Regions from separate parts of the Mus musculus genome. Here region 1 is linked to region 2. Evidence: chromatin contacts called from public Hi-C data. All regions are on one chromosome and are shown on one strand. Each heading gives the region's core, a stretch centred on a gene start, on an enhancer-like site or on the middle of the called end of the contact. The rest is flanking DNA. Distances are from core to core; before and after follow the strand shown.

Region 1 (2,714 bases), core at 204-2,703, 210 kb before region 2:
GGGAAGATGGAACCTCAACTGAGACAATATCCCCAACAGCTGGCCTGTAGGCAAGCTGGTGGGGCATTTTCTTGATTTTTGGTTGATGTAGAAAAGTCTAGTTCAACGTGGGCGATGCCACTCCTGGGAAGGTGATTCTCGGGCGTATAAGAAAGCCGGCTGAGTGAGCCATGGGTAACAAGGCAAGAGCATCACCCCTCTGTGGTCTCTGTTTAGTTCTGCCTTGAGTGTTTGCTTTGACTTCCCTCAGTGATAGACTATGACCTGAGGGCTGTAAGCTGAAATGAACTCTTTCCTTTCCAAGTTGTTTTTGGTCATGGTGTTTATAAAAGCAACAGAAAGGAAACTAAGCAAATGAGCTTGAACTTCTGACCCTCCTCCTAAGCTCCTAAGTGCTGGGGGTGTAGTTATGAAACAACATATTCCTCCTCCTCCTCCTCCTCCTCCTCCTCCTCCTCCTCCTCCTCCTCCTCCTTCTCCTCTTCCTTCTCCTTCTCCTTCTTCGACAGTCTCACTATGTAGGCCAGGCTGGCCTCAACTCATAGGCATCCATCTTCCTCTGCCTCCCAGGTATTGGGACTAAATGTATGTGCTAACATGCCCAGCTCCTTGATCCTTTTATAGAGAACCGGGGATGGAACCCAGGGCCTTGTGCATGGTAGACAAGTACTCTGCCCACTGAGCAATATCATCAGGTCCTAAGATCCATTCCTGGAGGCTGACCTTATCTCAGCCTGCCTGGGAGGAAGCCCTCTGGTTCCATGGCCACCTTGTGTGGAGTAGGACCTCTTCCCTCTCAGCACTCTCATTCAGAATATCTGTGGCAGCACTGTGGAATATTCCGACACGTCCTCTCGACCTCTATCCATAAACAGCTTTCCTCACAAAGAGATGTTCTGAGTTTAGGAGCCTTGCTATTTTCAACAAAGAATTAATTGCAAAGTAATTAAGTTTAGAGCAGGGGAATAGATGAACCCTGTCTATAATAAAGGGACAGCGTGGATAGTGACATAATGAAGTGATGCTTTAGACACACACACACACACACACACACACACACACACACACACACACAGAGAGAGAGAGAGAGAGAGAGAGAGAGAGAGAGAGAGAGAGAGAAAGAAAGAGAGAGAGAAAACATTTGAAATATCTTTTCTAAAGTGCACAAAGAAACCTCCCATCACTTATATTGACACGATAAATCTAAGCTGCTTAAAGAAGCCCTTAATTTTTCTCCCATTAGGTCGTGGGGTTTAAGGACTTTACCCTCAGTACCCATAGAAGCGATGCTAGTTTTTACCTTTGAAGTTCTCTGAGGACCTAACCTACTGACAAATACAGAACTGAGATATGCTGGCCACGTTCTCAACTTTCTTCTGTGCCTATAGAACAGGCCGAGAACACCAAGAGGATACATTCGTCCCTCCCTTTGCCTCAGAGACTAATGATTAATGATTAATCAGCAGTGGTGATGGGGCAGGGGAGTGTGGCTGAGTTGGCGACAGTAGCAAGCAGGTTTTACCACTGAAGCTTGGAGGCTTAATCTGCTTACTGACAATTAGACTGATACCGCTCTAATATTTTCTTCGGTTGTCTCCGGGACTGAGGAGTTGGCAGCTCTTATCCTGTTATCTCTTCTGAAGAGGGATGGTGTGGGGCAGGTACAGGAGAAGGCCAGACGCTCCCCACCATCCTTGCATTCTGACTAATGTAATACAGTGCCAAGTACTCCACGTTGTGCTAGAAACACAGTAATAGGTATTATTTAAGAGAAGGAGGAGGAGGAGGAGGAAGAAGAGGAGGAGGACGACAAAAGACAAAGGAAAGAAGAAAGCAAAGAAACAAACAGAAAGACCAGAATGAGATACATAAAAAATATTAGTTTTTAGAATAATTGATATAGTTTTTCCATTTACAGTGTGTATAATAAAATAACCTTGATTTTGACAGTTGAAGTTGACTTTAGAGAGATATCGGTTCTTATGGGTGCTAAGAGCCCTTCCTGTCTTCAAAGAATTTTACTTTGGACTCTAGGCAGCGGTAGCTGTATGATGAAAACCACAACTCCAAGTTCATCTGGGCAAAGGGTAATGTTTGGGTGTTTATCAAAGCTGCTTGCATGCTTCCTTCCTCCGGTGCCTCTGGACGGTTTCAGCCTGGAGGTGAGTTGTGGGAGGAGCCTGAGCTCTGTGTGGTTGCAGAGAAAGAGGATGATCCTGCCCTGTCTTTCCATCACACCCATCACAACCCACAAACAGGTTGTCCAACCGCCTAGGTGGCTCCCTGAAGATACTGGAGGCATGTTCTTTCAGGGTGGGGACCGGAGGCTGAGATAAAAAAAAAATCAAACCAATCAGCAGTGGGCCTCTCCTCAGTTGTTTCCTGTCCCCTGGCCCTAGATCCACAGACAAGAACTTGAAAAAGATGACGAAGGACATCCTGGGAAGAATGAGATAGGATTGGTCACCCAGGCTTCAAATCTATTATCTAGGCAGAGGAGCCCTAAGCCAAGTTAACTCTACTAGAGATAAGCACAGTAGGCCTTGTAGGCTAAGTGTTCACTTCTACACCACAGCTGCCCTTAGGTGTGGTACATCAGTGACTCGAAGTCTTTTTCCCATCAGCATCCTGAAGTCAGGATGCTGAAGGAGCACGTGCCTGACATCACACTGCTTTTCAGGCTGACCCGAATGACATCTTCCTGTTTGTGAGTT
Region 2 (2,700 bases), core at 184-2,683:
TTTTTAGTAGATATTGATAGAAATAAACATGTAAAGGATATGGCCATGGTATCTGCTACATGGTAAAATTATTCCTGTCTTCTTCCCTTAGGTCAGAAAAACCTCATGTATCCATGTATGCCCACTGCATGTTTGACACAAAAACCACGCCTAAGTGGGATACACATACAAAACACTGCTTCATGCTTTTTATTCCACAGTGAACACTGATTTTCTTGTCTTACTGGGAAACTTAAAAAAAGATTTTTTGATTCATGATATTCTTCATGATTCAGTTGTTTTTCTTGTTTGTTTGTCTGTCTGTTTTTACAACCTACACATCCTAAAGAAACATTTATTTTATTTATTAAAATACTGTTTATATCCCCCAATTTAATAGGTTTTTGAAAAATGACATATTTAAACTAAAGGAAATTCCTCTTCCAATTTATTGTTAAATAGTCACAAGTACCTTCTAGTGAGACACATGTGACTGGTGGGTACCACACAACTTTTTAGACCTTGCCATCACATTGGAAACCCACACCCTCAATTCCTATTCCATACTGATTTTCTTGATGTCACACTTGACATTATAGTGATTGCCCAAAACCCCAGTTTTGCACTGTTGTGACATCATTAAATGTAGAGGACTCCAGTAGTGGAACTGTGAGCTCCTTGAACAAGGCGTTCACATGAGTCTGACAGATGTCACAAATCACTGTTTTCCTCCACTGTTTAAATATTTCCTGGCACCCCTCTGAGTATGCAGTAAGACACAGGGGCTCATTGCCTGGGAACCAGGAGACTAATCAACAAGAATGAGTCAGACTCTCCTATGCCACTGTTTGAGAAATATGAATGAGACTACCCCAGACGTAACCCTGAATCACAGCAACTTTCGGGCACGCCATTTGAACTCATTCTTTCCATAATTTTTCGTTTATAATATGCCTTAAATATTTTTATTTTTTTTAAGTGTGTGTGAGAGTTTTGAATGCCTGTTGTGCACCTGCATGCGCTCATGAAGCGTGGATGTCAGAGCCTGACACTTAGCATCGCCCTTAGTAGATCTCCATCTTATTTTTCGAGACCAGGTCTCTCACGTGGAGCTTGTTGATTTGGCTAGGCTGGATGGCCAGTGAGCTTCAGTGATCCCCTGGAGCTGAGGTTTTACACACATACGCACACACACACATACACACACACACACACACACACACTGTTACTCCCAGGTTTTTCTATGGGTGCTGGGGATCATTAAAACTTAAGTCTTTATGCTTGCATAGTAAGCACTTGACCCATTGATTTATCAACACAAAGCACTATAAATATCACACACACACACACACACACACACACACACACACACACACACACACACACTCCAGTCATCTTAACAGTGTCATATAGTCAGATAAGGTCAGACTTTTGGAGATTCTGACAAGTCCTTGCTCACGTCAGTTTTAAGATTAGCAAAGGTCACCTCAGCATAGCTGTATGCTTATCAGGTGGTTCTGTGCTGTGCTCAGCTTCTTGTACTCTTATTTCAGACACGGAAGGGAATCTCCTTTACACGTGGGGATAGTACAACACCCGAGCCTCCGACCCTAAGTCTGCTGTTCTGAACTTAGCTGCAGGCAGAGAGAAGCGCCAGGCTTCTCTGTCCTTTACTAAGAACAGGCTTCACCTTTTCTCACTAAAACTCCATCCTGGGTCATTTTCTAGGTATCATACGGTGAAAAGAAAGTGTTAGCCTTGTTCTAGAAGAGGAACTGGGGCAGGGCTGCTTTTCTCACTGCTCTGACAAAATATCTGGCAAGAGGAACCTAAAAAAGGAAGGGTCTGTTTGACTCCAAGTTCAAAGGTACAGTCCACCATGGTGGGGAATGCAGGACAGCAGCTGCAGCTGGTCACACCACAGCCGCAGTCAGTGAACACAGAGGAATACTAGGGCTCGGCTCACTTTGTCCTTATTCAGTGTCGGATAGATAAGCCCTTAGAATGGCACTGCCCCACCCACCTCAGTTAACCTCATCTAGAAACTCCCTCATAGAAATGTCTAGAAGCTTGTTTCCATGGTGATGCTAGATCCTGCCATGCTGGTGGTCAGTAGTAATTATGACAGAGAGAGAAAGAGAAAGGAAAGTTATGTTAGTTAACACTTAATGATTACCTGAGAAGAAAGGGGCTTGACTTAAAGTCTCTGTCATTTCTGTGTCCCAAGTATGCAAATATTCCCACCATGGATGGGTGATGTCAATGAATTTGGGGTTAAGAAGTGGCTATCACCTCCGAACAGAAGATTTCATATTTTCTCTTCCTCTCCTTTATCTTCCTCCTCCTCTTTCTTCTCTCCCCCTCTCTCATTTTTTTTAACTCCTCTGGTTTTTTTTTTTTCCACATAGGATTTCATGCAGTGCACGCTGGCCTTGAACTTGCTGTTTATCTGAGACAGACCTTGAACTTCTGATCCTCCTGCTTCGACCTCCCAAGTGCTGGAATCACAGGTAAGACATGAGTCACCCACCACACCTGGCTTATGCAGTCCTGACAAGTAAATCCAGGGATTCACGCATGGGAGGCAAGCACTTTACCACAGGATCCACATTCCCTAACCCCTTTCCTTTGCTTCTACGGCAGCCTGTGGAAGGCTTTGACTCAGGGCACATGTGTGCTTCAACTCTTGGCTCAAGTTTCATATATATCCTAATTGAAAAA

The links. A called contact is a pair of places that touch in the nucleus more often than the background predicts.
Region 1: a Hi-C map of group 2 innate lymphoid cells shows a contact between it and region 2, with 2.5 times the contacts expected there. The contact joins two enhancer-like sites. A contact is called at or near these places in 1 of 39 promoter capture datasets (liver), 1 of 15 datasets of contacts at CTCF or cohesin (stem cell-derived epiblast-like cells), 15 of 484 Hi-C or Micro-C datasets (CD4 T cells, CD8 T cells, effector CD8 T cells and 6 more), 2 of 115 datasets of contacts at active chromatin or transcription factors (T-cell acute lymphoblastic leukemia and kidney) and 1 of 9 other capture datasets (embryonic stem cells).

What each region holds. Positions count from the first base shown.
Region 1 is chr9:69,173,705-69,176,418 of GRCm38.p6, reverse strand. All of the region lies in intron 1 of Rora (RAR-related orphan receptor alpha), which reads right to left. Among named protein-coding and RNA genes, the nearest start is that of Gm46153, 130 kb to the left of the region's middle. Within about 2 kb of position 1,453, at least 27 of the 459 cell types and tissues checked have an H3K27ac peak or open chromatin away from gene starts, as enhancers often do. A contact at or near this core is called in group 2 innate lymphoid cells and regulatory T cells, where this site is marked.
Region 2 is chr9:68,968,379-68,971,078 of GRCm38.p6, reverse strand. The region is part of intron 1 of Rora (RAR-related orphan receptor alpha); the gene reads right to left. Among named protein-coding and RNA genes, the nearest start is that of Gm31262, 150 kb to the right of the region's middle. Within about 2 kb of position 1,433, at least 7 of the 459 cell types and tissues checked have an H3K27ac peak or open chromatin away from gene starts, as enhancers often do. A contact at or near this core is called in group 2 innate lymphoid cells and regulatory T cells, where this site is marked.